3 separate regions of the Sus scrofa genome follow, and all the other regions are linked to region 1. Evidence: chromatin contacts called from public HiChIP or PLAC-seq data. All regions are on one chromosome and are shown on one strand. The core of a region is the stretch at or near the end of the contact, and the rest is flanking DNA. Distances in the headings are between cores, read along the strand shown. Region 1 overlaps PDE4D (cAMP-specific 3',5'-cyclic phosphodiesterase 4D). Region 2 overlaps PDE4D (cAMP-specific 3',5'-cyclic phosphodiesterase 4D). Region 3 overlaps PDE4D (cAMP-specific 3',5'-cyclic phosphodiesterase 4D).

Evidence for each region. HiChIP or PLAC-seq counts read pairs in DNA pulled down with a chosen protein or histone mark.
Region 2: an H3K27ac HiChIP or PLAC-seq map of skeletal muscle shows a contact between it and region 1. The contact joins two enhancer-like sites. A contact is called at or near these places in 2 of 47 Hi-C or Micro-C datasets (both in skeletal muscle) and 1 of 2 datasets of contacts at active chromatin or transcription factors (skeletal muscle).
Region 3: an H3K27ac HiChIP or PLAC-seq map of skeletal muscle shows a contact between it and region 1. The contact joins two enhancer-like sites. A contact is called at or near these places in 1 of 47 Hi-C or Micro-C datasets (embryonic fibroblasts) and 1 of 2 datasets of contacts at active chromatin or transcription factors (skeletal muscle).

Annotation. Positions count from the first base shown.
Region 1 is chr16:38,256,436-38,261,059 of Sscrofa11.1, forward strand. All of the region lies in intron 5 of PDE4D (cAMP-specific 3',5'-cyclic phosphodiesterase 4D), which reads right to left. Among named protein-coding and RNA genes, the nearest start is that of MIR582, 320 kb to the right of the region's middle. Within about 2 kb of position 1,851, at least 10 of the 83 cell types and tissues checked have an H3K27ac peak or open chromatin away from gene starts, as enhancers often do. A contact at or near this core is called in skeletal muscle, where this site is marked.
Region 2 is chr16:37,934,733-37,939,356 of Sscrofa11.1, forward strand. The region is part of intron 10 of PDE4D (cAMP-specific 3',5'-cyclic phosphodiesterase 4D); the gene reads right to left. Among named protein-coding and RNA genes, the nearest start is that of RAB3C, 530 kb to the left of the region's middle. Within about 2 kb of position 2,374, at least 3 of the 83 cell types and tissues checked have an H3K27ac peak or open chromatin away from gene starts, as enhancers often do. A contact at or near this core is called in skeletal muscle, where this site is marked.
Region 3 is chr16:37,952,728-37,957,351 of Sscrofa11.1, forward strand. The region is part of intron 9 of PDE4D (cAMP-specific 3',5'-cyclic phosphodiesterase 4D); the gene reads right to left. Among named protein-coding and RNA genes, the nearest start is that of RAB3C, 540 kb to the left of the region's middle. Within about 2 kb of position 2,339, at least 7 of the 83 cell types and tissues checked have an H3K27ac peak or open chromatin away from gene starts, as enhancers often do. A contact at or near this core is called in skeletal muscle, where this site is marked.

The DNA.
Region 1 (4,624 bases), core at 601-3,100:
TATCTTAATGATAAAGAGTGGCTAGAAGCCACCATCTATTGCAAATATGCACAGTAATGCTTATAAGTCTTTGGAGAGCATACATTTTAACACATAATAAGCACCAGATGCAAATAATAAGCTTGAGAAGCTCATTCGGTAAGAACATAGAGCATATAGGAGGCATATATTTCTAATGTTGAATCATATCCTTAAATGTAAAAAATTAACATAATTAATAAAAATTAATGGTATTTATTTTGTTTTGAAGTAGAAGTAGATCGAAGTACTATTTACACCTTTAACTGCCAACTTTTATTTATCCCTTGTCAAAGTTTGCTTATGTGTCATTACTAGGGAAGGCTGTAATTTGATTTATTTTATAGCTCCCTAAAAAGTTCCTAGGGCATTATCTTTCATACTGTCTAAAAACAAATAAATAATTCTTGTGAGTTATTTTAATCCAAACTTTGAATGTTTTCTTTTTTTCTTTTGGTTTTGTTTTATAATGATTTTTATTTTTTCCATTATAACTGGTTTACAGTGTTCTTCCAATTTTCTACTATACAGCAAGGTGACCCAGTCATAGAAACATATATACATTCTTTTTTCTCACATTATCATGCTCCATCATAAGTGACTAGATACAGTTCCCAGGGCTATACAGCAGAATCTCATTGCTTATCCATTTATATGTTTTCTATACAAGTAAATCAGGACATATTTTCATACAAATTTAATGCATACTTCTATATAGGCCTGGTAGTTCCCGGATAAGTTACATTTGGTCTAAAGAAGAAAGATCTTATTCCTGAGATTCTGCAGACAATGTGACTGGCATTTGCTATTGATGCAATAGCTTGCAGTGCTATAGACTAACCAATCAGAAACTAAAAGTGTGTGAAGAATCAACCTTTCCTTGTAAATATCTAGAACACGGAAGCAAAGAAGGAAATCAAAGATTTTTCAGTGTCTCCTTTTTTTAAATAATTATTTGATTACAATAGGCTAACTTGTATGTAATGCTAAGATGTCACTGACAATTTATTGAGGTCATGAGGTCGAGATTTTTCCTATGACATAATAGATTAATAACATATTTACTCTGCTTCATGGTATCTAAATCTCCTGACTTTCCGCCTAGATCAAACTAGGTGGGCAAGCTTACAAGGCTGACTTTCCACCTAGACCAAAGAGAGTTTCCACTTTTGCATGTGAATGAGACCTGAAACACTTATAAACAACACAGTAGTATGTTGTTGTTGCTTCTCCGTATGTTGAATCAAACAAGAACCCTTTCCTGACATTTAAAGTGTTAAGGGAAAGTTAGTGTGACCAATTCTGGCTACATTAAGTCCATTAGGCGTGCCATCACACTTGTTTTCCAGATGCCAGTCACAGAATGTTTTTCCAATTCACCATTTAACTCTCAAAATCAGCTCTTAGAGTTGGTCAAATTCCTCCTACTTCTGCAGGTTCCCAAATCCCACCGACTAAGGTTAAAGTTTGCATCTTAGCTCCTATTCCGCAGACTTCAAAATTAACACAGGATAATAAACAGAAGTTACATCCCTCAGCCCAGCTGGCAAAGGCTTATTTGCAGGGGGCCTCCAGCTACAGAGGCTGCTGACAAAACGTCTTCCTAGCCATAAATAGGAAAGAGCAATACCTGTAGGACTTTGAGAAACGCAATCTTGATTTGACTCTTGCTGAGGGTCCTGGCACGGTGGCTCCCCAAGGATCCCAAACAAAAGCCATTTGTAAGAAAGGTGCTAGGGAGGCCGGAGACAGCAGCAAGTCAGAGTGGGTGCAGGGCCCTGGGGCTGGAAGGCTCCACATGGAGCAGGAGGCACTTGTGGCTGAGAGAGGGCATTCCCTCCGTACGCTGCTCTGTGCTGCCAGGGAGGTGGCGGGTGGCCGAGGCAGGGCTGGAAGGATGGCTGGGACTTCTTGCTGCTTGACACTTGCCCTTTGCTACAGAGCTTGCTTCACTCTGACCTTATCTCATCAAGAACATGAGAAACTCTCCCTGGCAAATGTGTTTTTAAATACAGCCCTGATTAAACAGCACATGCCACTCCTGGAAAGCAATACACACAGACACACACACACAGACACACAGACACACACACACACACACACACACACACACACACACTGTGAAAGGTATGCCTGAAGTCGGTGAACCTTTATATCAAGCATCAAGTTAAAAAAAAAAGTAAACAGTGGTCCTCTGTTTAAGAAGAAAAAAAAAAAGTAAAAAAGTAAATATATGCCCATGATGGGGAAAATCCAACAGAGATTTACTACATCTCACACACCTAGCTGCCAAATACTATTTTTCTTATATCATCTTCTCTTAGCCACAGGGATGAACATCATTATTAGCAAACCTTGCACAAGGATTTAATGGTCTGGAAATACTAGCGCCTCCCTGCAAGTCAGTGTGTGAGGAAAACAGGCAGATCACTTTCAATGGTTTTGGCAGCTCTCCCCTCAAGGAGATACCGCGTCACCTTGGAGGGTGAGTTATAGTGTGTGACTTGGACAACAGAGATCAATTTTCTTGCCCATTTTCTACTCCCCATAAACATTTCTTAACTCTCTGATAAGTCCCGTGAAACAACCTTCTTTTAGATTACATAAGTGATGGAAGCCGCAGAGATTCGTCTGTTTTCCAGGTCCAGCACATCTCCATGAGGCATGCATTTCAAGATACGGTGCTCCGGGAGTCAGAGGACCACAATGCCGTCACTGGTCCTCTTCACCAAGGGCTATTCAATGTTAACAAGGCGGCATAATTCCATCAGTCTCTGTCCAAATACGGTCCCGCCAGTGACCTCAACTGTAAACCAAGGCAGAACTCCACTTCCCCAGGATAAGATTAGAGAGGCCTGGAGTGCCTGACAGTGACTTAACCCCCTCTGAACTGGACAAAACTGACCTACCGCTGAGCCTGGTGAACTTCACCACATCTGCTAAATTTTGAGACCGCCCCCTCCCGAATAGCCCAATTCATGTCTCATATACCCAAGGGGGCCAAATTATTCCTGTAGTTTCTGTCAAACCTTAAGTCAGTATACTTGGCCCTTCTTTTCCTAACAGCATCCAGCACACCAGGGGTTCTTGAGAATGCTACATGCTCTGTATCAGCTTTGAGAATGAGTAACTGAAAACATTTTTACAGGTTTCAACTCTTTGCTATCTGACAGATGGGCTGAAAGAGTGAGTGACAGCTGACTGAATGGTGGCAACCTTGCAGGATCCAAGAATTCAAAAATAAACACATTCTCTCTGAATCATCTAGCAATATTTTAATGCTTTGCCAATGATACCTTTTGGCTTTTGAATATGGATTCCCATTTCAAAGACCAAGACCAGTGGTCACCCTCCTGGTATTCTTTGAAAGAGAAGGTACCCATACCTACACCAGTCTGCCTGTGTTGGTTTATGAAACTCCACTATCAGAACTTCATTCCATGATTATATTCCATTTCCAAGGCAGGGCAACTCTTGGGAAATCCAAACATTCCTGGCAGAGTCAACACAGAGCTGAATAACTTGTTTAGGAGAATGGTTTCATATGAGGCTGCAGCTAGACAATGCAAGAAAACTGGGAGTCTGGGTGAGAAGGGGGTATGTTCCTAAAAACTGGAAGGGGGAGCAGATTAGTGTTAAGCGGGGGAGTCGGGTGGACACAGAGACAGACAAGAGAACAGAAGGCTAAGCACTGGCTAAGATTCACTACTGTCACCTTCCGTGCAATACAAAGCTCTCATTTCATCTGGTGGCATTTCAAAGTTTGTAGGTCAAATAGCATCATTAGTTTTTAAAAATGAAAGCTGCAGTCCAAATACACAACACTGGAAGCAGAAAATACTGCTTGTGTTGTTATCCCAATTGCACTTGTCATGGCAAGACGGACCCCATCTTCCCAGGTAGGCTAAAACCAGCAACAGGCACTTTGATGAACACTTGTCTTTATCCATACCAATTTACATTCTGAAAAGAAGGTTCTGTTGACACCTGTCTGATAAAATGTAAGGGCATAATAATAATGCAGAATGAAAATATTACAGATCTAAAAGAAATGTTCTTTGAAGGAGATGCAAAGTTGTCTTTAGGGTTGTTCAGCTCTATGTCAACTCTGCCAGGAATGTTTGCATTTATTTTTCAGTATTGCCAAAACATTTCTTTTTTGCCCCCCTCTGCTTCTTGAAAGCAGACATCTAGAATAGTTAAGCAAGACAAAGACAATGGAACTATAAATGTGAAATGATGACCACAAAAATGGAAACTTTGGTCCTTTTTCCTAATGTGAAATTGGATGAAGACATAGAAGTCTCTGTCAATGTTAAAGTTATTTCTCCTTAAATTACTTACCACCCTCCTTCTCATTTCTTCTTTACACTTAAGAATAATCCCCCTTAGGTTACCAGGTCTCAGTAAGGTCACAAAAATAAGTTATTTCTTTCTGAGATTAATTATAAGCAAAGTTAAGCCTTGATTTCAAGTATAAACATTAACATTATTTTGAAGGTCTGACTAATACTTCACAGACATGAGAATTTAGACAATTGGGAAAAAATTTTTTATTTAAAATAAGCTGTTTGCTAAAATGAACTTTTTTCCCAATTCTTTTTCT
Region 2 (4,624 bases), core at 1,124-3,623, 320 kb before region 1:
GAAATCAAAGTGTGGCTTGTAGGTTTTATGAGAGACATTACAACAAACAAGAGAGTAGTCCACTTCCTTAACCATTTAGATTAAAAAAAAAAACCCACTCCAGGTCTTACAAACAGTGATCAACAGCTAAACATGAGCAATTATAGCTTGGGCTGTTGCTGCTGGTCCTGTAACAGCTAGAGGAGCAAGCATGCAAATCAGAACATATGAACTTCCATTTGGGGTAAGAAAACATATCAACCTCCAATAGCAGTTGCACCATTTGGGTGTCCTGATCCAACATCGAGGTCGTAAACCCTATTGTCGATAGGAACTCTAGAATAGGATTGCGCTGTTATCCCTAGGGTAACTTGTTCCGTTGATCAAAATTTTGGATCAATAAGTGATGTTATGGTTATTTTGACTGGTTTGTCTAGATTAAAATCACTCAGAGGGTTTTTTATGCTCCGAGGTCACCGACTTTAATATAGCTTCCAGAATACCAGTTCTAATAATTCACAAAACTATCTTTCTCTAAAATCCACAGTTAAAAGTAATAATAGTTAATACTGATTGATATTGATAAATATTTATTTACCATCTACTACCTGCCAAGACTAGCATAGAATACTTGCCTGGCATTATCTCATTCATTACTAATAACAATTCTGTGAGGACTATTATTATTCCCATTTTACAGTTGAGCCTTAAGGCCCTAATCATCAGGTCTATACAGGCAACTTCCAGGTTGCCTGTCTTTTCACCACAAATCCAGTCCTGACAATTGAAGGCCTCTAGGACATTTCTATTTAGATATGTAATTTCATGTCTAAAGATTTAACTGACATATCTTCCACCTCACTCTCTTCAAATCAGCTTCTCTCCCTGATTTTCCAATTGTTATTCCTTCTATTATTACTTGAGTTTAGAATTTCATACTTTCCTCTGGCTGCAGTGCCCCAGCAAAGTCTCCTTTCCTGCAGTCATTCTCCTAACTATCCGTTTCTTTTCCTTCCCATCCTATTCCAGTCCCTCATCACTTACATGCCTAATTCCCTATCAGATTCTTTTTGCTTTCACACTTTCTCCTCAATGTGATCCATCCTGCATACCACCATCAGATTTATCTTTCTAAAACCATTTTGTTACTTTCCTTGTAGCATTTCCCCGAAAACAAAACACAAGGGTTCTTTAGGGTGGACAGAGTATTGTCCAAACAGCTTAATCTGACACTTGAGGTGCTCTGCAGTAGGGCCTCAATCTACACTTTTCACACCTGCCTCTGTTCCTGTAATCAGATTTTCTGTTCCAGGCAGGCTCTTTCATCCAGAATACCCATTCCTCACCCACACCTACAAACAATAAGGCAATCTGAGGGAGTGTCCCATCCTACCCTGCCTCATCCAGCCCTTGCACTATCATCTCTTTCCTCATTAGTAACCAATATGAACCTTCTATGTTCAAGATCCAACCTAAGTAGCACTTTTTCTGGGATGCTTCCCAACCATTCTCATTCTTAGTGTTGAACATTCTGTACTGCTCTATAGGACCAGTAAACTCTGGAACTCATTCACACCCAACAGCCTTACTTAACGTATACGGCAATAAGTATGTCTATATGCTTTTGTATGTACGTATCTACCTCTCTTTGTATGTATTTGAATACAAATGCACATATATTAAGCCTCATTTTGTCTATGAAAGCCTTTGGAGCAGTTTACTTGCAGTAACTACACAAAAACAAAATTTCCTTAGTGAAGGCCTAACTATTGGACTTATGTTACCTGAAGTCAAAAGATACAAAACAATAATGACAAAACCCAAAATTTAAAAAAAAAAAAATGCCTGATTTATTTCTCATATGAAAATGGTATCTGGCCTAGAGAATAATCAAAGATCAAATATAAATAACAAAGATAAAGCAAAGTAAAAATTTCATTCAAAAGTGATAATATCAATAAAGACTGAACACAGGATCTTGTTTAGTGACAAAAATTATTTATTCCACACAAAGTAAAAGCCCTGACAAAAGTAAGAAAGGATTCTTGTTCTGTGTCACTTTAATTTTCCTGTGCCTTAATACCTCATTTTTAATGAAGGAAAGTGAAGTGATCTCACAAATCTCTTTCACCTCTAAGAACTTTTGGAATTAAAAAAGAAAAAAAAATCTTTTTTTTTTTTTTGAATCAAGTATACTAAAGCTTGATTTCTCTGCAAAGTGGCTGATGGCAAGTGGAAAACGGAAAGGGATCAATCACCTACTCAGTGACTCATTTTCAACTCTGATACCAACTACACTGCCGGGGAATTTCTTTTCCCTCTGGCTACGGCGAGTGTCAGACCCATGACTAGCCCATCTGGGCTGGAATTATGTTCAAGGTCATCTCATCCATTCCTCTGTTTCTCAGCTGGACTGCCATTTTAAATTTGTGCGATGATTAAAGGGTTCTATTTTTGGTTCACATTTCTTCTTACCCCAAAAGAGACATTTAGTAACCTGATGTTGATTGATATTTGACACTCTTATTAATAATCAAAATCTCACTATTCTACAGAATCGGAAAAAAAAAAAAACATTTGGAGGGGCCTCTGAGGTCATTCTGGTGGAGGGAAAAGTAAAGTCTAAGAAACGTTCCAGTTTTTAGACAAAGTGGATTAAAGATCCACGTGAGACCCTCACAACTGAGAAATGTTTCTTTTGTGGCTGCATTCATACATACTCTTTCAAAGTAATTGTGGTCAAGTGATCAGTGAGAGTGTAAATAAAAATATGCTATCCAAGGGTGCTAGGTAACAAGCTAAAACTACAGTGAACAACCTCAGGGCGATCCCACATGCAAGCTAGGGAGGCACATAAATCAGCACGATGGGGATCAAGATTTCAAAGGCACACTCTGAGCTCATTTGCCCAGGCTTGTTGATTCAAGCTCCAGTTGCACTGGGTTACCTATATGGCAGCATATAAAGTTCATCTTCTAAGTTTAAAAATAGTTCCCATCCCAACTAAGGATAGGCCATGTACCTATGATGGGTGTACCCATATTATGGACTTGACCTAAGCTTTTGTTTAAATTCTCCTAACAATCCCATGAGATGGATTTTGTTAGTTCCGGTTTATAGAGAAAGCAAAGGCTCAGAGAAGTTGAAGCAGTTTAAATATCCAAGGTGGAGTTCCTTTGTGGCACAGCAGAAATGAATAGGACTAGGGACCATGGGGTTGTGGGTTCGATCCCTGGCCTAGCTCAGTGGGTTAACGATCTTGCATTGCTGTGAGCTGTGATGTAGGTCGCAGCCACGGTTTGGATCTGGCGTTGCTGTGGCTGTGGTGTAGGCTGGCAGCTACAGCTCCAATTAGACCCCCTAGCCTGGGAACCTCCACATGCTATAGGTGCGGCCATAGAAAAGACAAAAAAAAAAAAAATCCAAGGTCACAACTCCAGTGTGGGGCATTAATAACCATAAGAGAATTGCTGAGCTCATGGGGATTTAGGAGATATAAAGCAGACTCAAGATAAAGGTTCACATTTGTCATCTGCTATTCTGTTTCATTTTTCTCTTGGCATCTAATATCACTCACTATATTGGTGAATCAACCTATACCTATTTTGACACAGTCTCTCTCTCTTCACCCTGTTCCAGCTTGTGCTTTGACTCCCAGGCAACAGGTTACTTAGGGGATGGCCCAGCAGCTGGATGTGACAAGCCACCCATGCTGCTACTGGGCCATGACTCAAGGAGGCAACAGGTGAAGGAGGAGACGCCAGCTACTGGTGTTAAATAAGACTCACGCCTCATGCAATACACTATGTCTATAAATCTCCCCACTCCAGCCCATTCTCTCCCTCCCCCGATCCCACAACTGTCCTCTCTTAAGCATTCACACCCTCACACTGACCCCTCTGGGATTTCTTTTTTTTCCTTCAAGGCTGTTCCAAAGGTTTATTCCAACCAGATTTCACCCTGAACCCTGAGGTGGAAAAGGGGCAGAAACATGAAATGGTCCTCCAGCCAAGTACAGCCCTGCTCCTAGGTCGATCCAGTCAGATAGTCCTTCTGCCACCCTCCCCTTCCTTCTCTCAGTCCAGTGTATGGCTTTCTATCTTTCTTTCCTTCAGTTTTCCTCTTTGCCCTATTCACAAGCCCGGCTCCCTTCCCCATTTTGCCCGAATTAGAAAACAAATATCCAAGGCAACACCACCATAATAGGTCAGAAAGCAAATCCTGACACCTGCTTATACCTTCCCTGAGTTCATTCTCTACCTTCTCTATCTGCTGCCGTCCTCCCACTATTAACCAAGCTTCTACCACCCCTCCCAAAAAAACCCCCTGCCATCTCAGAATCTCAGATCTCCTTTGGTCATCTGGTCTTCTCATCCATGGACCCCAATATCCTTCAGTTTATGTCTGTGCCCTGTTCACTATCTGCCTGCTAGGCTGACTACTAGCCCACCAGGACATCCATCCCATCAGACTCTTTTTAGGAGCTAGGAGCTAGGAAGGTTCTCTGACTGGACACAGAGAACACAGAAGGCAGAATCAGCCACACAACAGGATTCCCCTCTAGGAGTGATATTTTGCTAAAATGGCTCTTGCTATTTTGGAAACTAGAGATTACTAAGTAAATAAAATTATTAGTACCTATTTT
Region 3 (4,624 bases), core at 1,089-3,588, 300 kb before region 1:
CATGGGAAATTTACACCTGTTATGCATACGTCCTTCCAAGTCAGTCAATGGAATTGCAAATCAAGGAGCAGGATGGTATTGGGAAGTCAAGGGAAAGAGTATCTGTTGTCATTATGCACAGAATAAAGCTTACAAAGGGGAGAAGATGAAAACACCACATCCAAAGGCATGTTATGGAAGCAGTTTCTATTTACAAAAGCTGACCCTGGGGCAGTTCTACAGTAAGGGATCAATTGCAGAGAAAGTCACTGTATTACATGCAGATGAGCATACCTTACAGAGGGGTAAAAATCCAAACTCTCTAGAGTCGTTTTACAAAACTTTATTATTGTCAATTAGAAAGAATGCATTGAAGAGCTTACATGAAGTTGGTGAGATTCTTCTTCTTTGTCTTCGAATCAAATCTACAGGTATTGGAGAAGAGATTCTATGCTTGAAATTTAGACTCCATAAATGATCAGCGGCACAACCAAAAATTTCATGGACAGAATCTCAGGCTTCTGGGATTTTTCAGAGAGGTTTTTATATAAAATTTGTAAAAGTTAGAATAACTTTCAAAATATTTGTTACATGGGCCATGTGGCTCACTGTTATCAATGATTCTTGAACTATTTGCTATTCACTTTGAGAATTCTAGGTTAAAAATTGTCTTTTATTCCACTTTTTTTTTTTTTTTTCTGTACCAATCTCTGTAAAGTATACTTCAGGTGAACAAAAAACTGCCTAAACCCTGCCGAGTGAACTAAAGTGTAAGACTGGAGCTTTCCCAACAAGAGAGGAAGAGCCTCATAAATCATAAGTATAAAATATCTGTATAGCCTTTCCTTTGAGTATAGGAATATAAAAATATAACGGGCTTGTTATAAAATTTGAAACATTACACAAAGTTGTAACAAAGAAAGTTCCTTGTAATCCCATACCCTAAAGATCACACATAACAATTAAGCCTATGACCATAACACGTTTTCATTTTACTTAACATCTGCCATAAGCAACTACAGCATTACCTAGTTGGGATGGTAGTATAGGTACTATTGGTTTTGTTTTGGCCTTTTTCTTCCCTCTAGTGGTATAAAATCAGGATGTAGGAATTTTTAAAAGAAAATTAACTTATTTTAGGTGATTTGAACCACCCATAGTTAGCATATCCAGTGGGTTGAAGATGCATAACTCCTGTATCTAGGATTACTCACTGCCATCTTGCCAGTCACTGGTTATATCCAGAAGACAGGAATCCCCTCTCCACACCTCAATGGCTTAGTGTTCTACATTCCTCTCCCCTGCTCTCCAACTTTTCCAAAGTCTGAGCACCAGGGGTTCGATCCCTGCCCTTGCTCAGTGGGTTAACGATCCGGCATTGCCATGAGCTGTGGGGTAGGTCGCAGACGCGGCTCGGATCCCGCGTTGCTGTGGCTCTGGCGTAGGCCGGTCGCTACAGCTCCAATTTGACTCCTAGCCTGGGAACCTCCATATGCTGGGGGAGCAGCCCAAGAAATGGCAAAAAGCCAAAAAAAAAAAAAAAAGAAAAAAAGCCCTCTCCCCCCAAAAAACAGCTTAAAAAAATGTAGTCTGTGTATCTATTTTAAACTCTAACTACTTCTGCATGAGTCTGGAGAAAGAAAAAAGAAAAAAGAAAAAAAAATGACCAGAGCACATTTACATACCAACAAGTAAGAAAATAATTACTAACTACAGAGCAAAGAACAGTTTGTTCTATAAAACTGTTGCTCAAATAAAGAATTACTGTTGATATTAGCGTAGAGCTGAATATTCTACTTTCACCAAATTCCTAGGTTTATAAGCAACATGGCTAGCCACAGTTTTTCAGTCAGTTTTAAAGCTTAACTTTTAGGAATTTTAACCCCAAATGTTCTGAGACATTGAGTAACTGACCTTTTCATCCCTTCTAAAAAAGCCTCGATGTGGAATTGCCAGCTATCCTACAGGAAATTGAGTCATCACACCAAACAACACACCTAAATGTCACCGATACTTGCAGGACAAAAACAGTGAGCTGGTTTAATTTTGGGTTTTACCAAGAACTTACACTGCATTCATTAATAAAATACTTTTCTCCCTGGAGAGCAGTAGTCACTATGGCACTACCTGAAAATATATGAAAACTCTTCTATTTCCCTGTCCAAAATCTTTCTAGGTCAAGGAACTACAGGGAGAAACTGCCTAATCAACCACTGTTGGCTAAATTCCACAAAAGCCAGGAGAGGACGATGGAAGAGCAACTGAGAAATAACTTGAGCCGTTGCAAGTCCCCTCCTACGGTAGCATTGGTTTCCTTCAAGGCCCCCTTGAACTATGTAACACCCGTGATTCTGCTCAGGATCTTCTGTGAACAAACAGTCCTCAATTCTTGCAGGCCAGCACTTGGCTTCCGTCATTGTGATGCGATCAAGGGTTCCCCTGACACATGGCCTGAAATGGTGCCAGGGGCTCCAAGGGAAGATGCTGAAGCAGCAGCTTCCTCTCGAAAAGGAAAAAAAGCAATCACCTCAGAGCCACAACAGTGAGCTGGAGGCTGAGGTTGTTTTCTTCTGAAACGTTCAGCCGTTTACCCTTACTCACAGCTTACAGCGATGGTGACCATTGAGGTAAAAGGATCCACTCTATGTGATGTGTGACTGTGTGGATGTCAGTTTCTCTGCCAGCAGTTGACTGATTATAGGTCTGTATAAAGTTGTCATAACCCCTACACAGACCTATTGGTGTAAATGAAGAGAACCAGTCAAAACAAAATGTCACTTACTTTGGATACCATTTGCTTCCACTTAATTCAAAAATATAAATACGAACGCTGATGGCTGATTCATACTTTTCCTAAAATTAAATGGAAAACAACAACCCTTTATCAAACAGGTAGGACTGGAGGAAAACGATTTCCATTCCACCATGTATTGCTTTGAGCTGTCACTGCCTGAATTTACTACATCAAGGATTTGTGCACTTTAGCTCTAACTTTTGTTGACTTTTTTTTTTTTTCTCTCTATACATTTTATCTGATGGGAAATACATGAAGGAGTTGGATTCACTTTCAATGTGTATGTGTAACAGGTTTAAGCAGAGCTTGCCAGTGGCAAGCTACTCTCATTTCCAAGTGTAGTTCCGGCGTCAGGTTCTTGTTTTGAAATCATAGGAAATACATAAAGTTTCACTTACTACTTCAAAAAACCTCCAAAGGAAAGGTGTACATATTTTTGTGAGTTTTTTCCTTGTCTTCTGACTATCTTTGATTTTTTTTTCCCCTGGGGCTGCTGAAGGCTCCAATAGAATTATGTTAATGAAATAAACATAAGATTGGGTTGTATTGACTTCTAGTATCTTCAGTAATTTCAGGAACATTTAACACCAGATATGTACCATGCACCTTATCAGAGTCAGAGTCTGCAAAAACAAGACACATTAAAGAATGTGTCCCTTATCCAAGGAAAGCCTAGTGTCCCGGGTATAGTTGGTTTTAGCATACTCTACTGTAGAAAGTATTGCGAAAGAAGGAAGCGTGTACACTATGGGAGAATAACAGAAGGCAATTTAAATCAGAGGTGGAGTGGGAAGGGGCTAAGTCCTAAAAAATGAAACAAGTGATGAGGGTGAGAAGATTTTTTAAGAGAAACAATATGAACGAGCACATGGGCCTGAGGTCAAAGGCTGTGTGTGTGTGTAGGGAAAGGACCTCCCATGGAGTCTTGCTCAGGGGGAAAGAGGCTAGAGAAATCTGCAGACTCTGGTCATGGAAGTCTTGTCAGGCATTTCCAAGTCAGGGCTTTGGGCTGAATCTTTAAGAGGAGGAGCCTTGATAAGTGATTCATGGTACTGTGTGATTTAGGATCAGGTTTTATTGAGATGGCAAATTCTAGGGCTCTGCAATAAATGGATTGAAGGAGGGAAGGCTGAAGTCAGTGAGACCATTATCTTCAGCCATTTTATTGGTAAAATAAAATTAATAATTTAAAGAATATTTGCACCTCTGATGATTATTCTTATCTAAAACAATCTAAGTATTAAAATTCGACACAGGCATATGCTCCCATAATATGTCAGGCCTGAAGAGAAGGACTGCCCAATTAGACGTTTGCAGGAATAGACCTCTTGCTTTCAAAAGCTAAAACTTCTGAAATTGCAATCATACTGTATTCCTCATAACTGTATCTGCCAGATTTTCTTTCAGCGAGAATGTGAGAAATGTTTGGCAAGGCTACTTACTACAGAAGCTAAGACTTTAAGGAGCCCTAGTTTGAGCAGAACTAAACTGTGGCCTCTTCCACACAGAAAAGGGGAAGACGATGCTGGTTGCTCCAGTGGGAGGGAATATATATGGTGGATGTGTGTGTGCATGTGTGTAACAGAAAGGGGTTGACTTGGTCTACAGAGTAATTTCACCCTACAAATTCCCCACTCCTTCCAATCTTTAACAAAGTTACTGAAGGCACAAAATGCTGATTTTTTTTTTTTTTTTTGCTTCTTTGTTTAGTCTGAGCTTGGAGGGCAGACTGGTTCAAACTGAAATGTCTGCCTGAGCTGACACTGGAGAGAAGAGACAGTAAGAGGAGAAGCTTTTGGAACTAAGTGTAAGAGGAGGGAGGATTTTTGTCCAAGGAAACAGAGCCAAGTG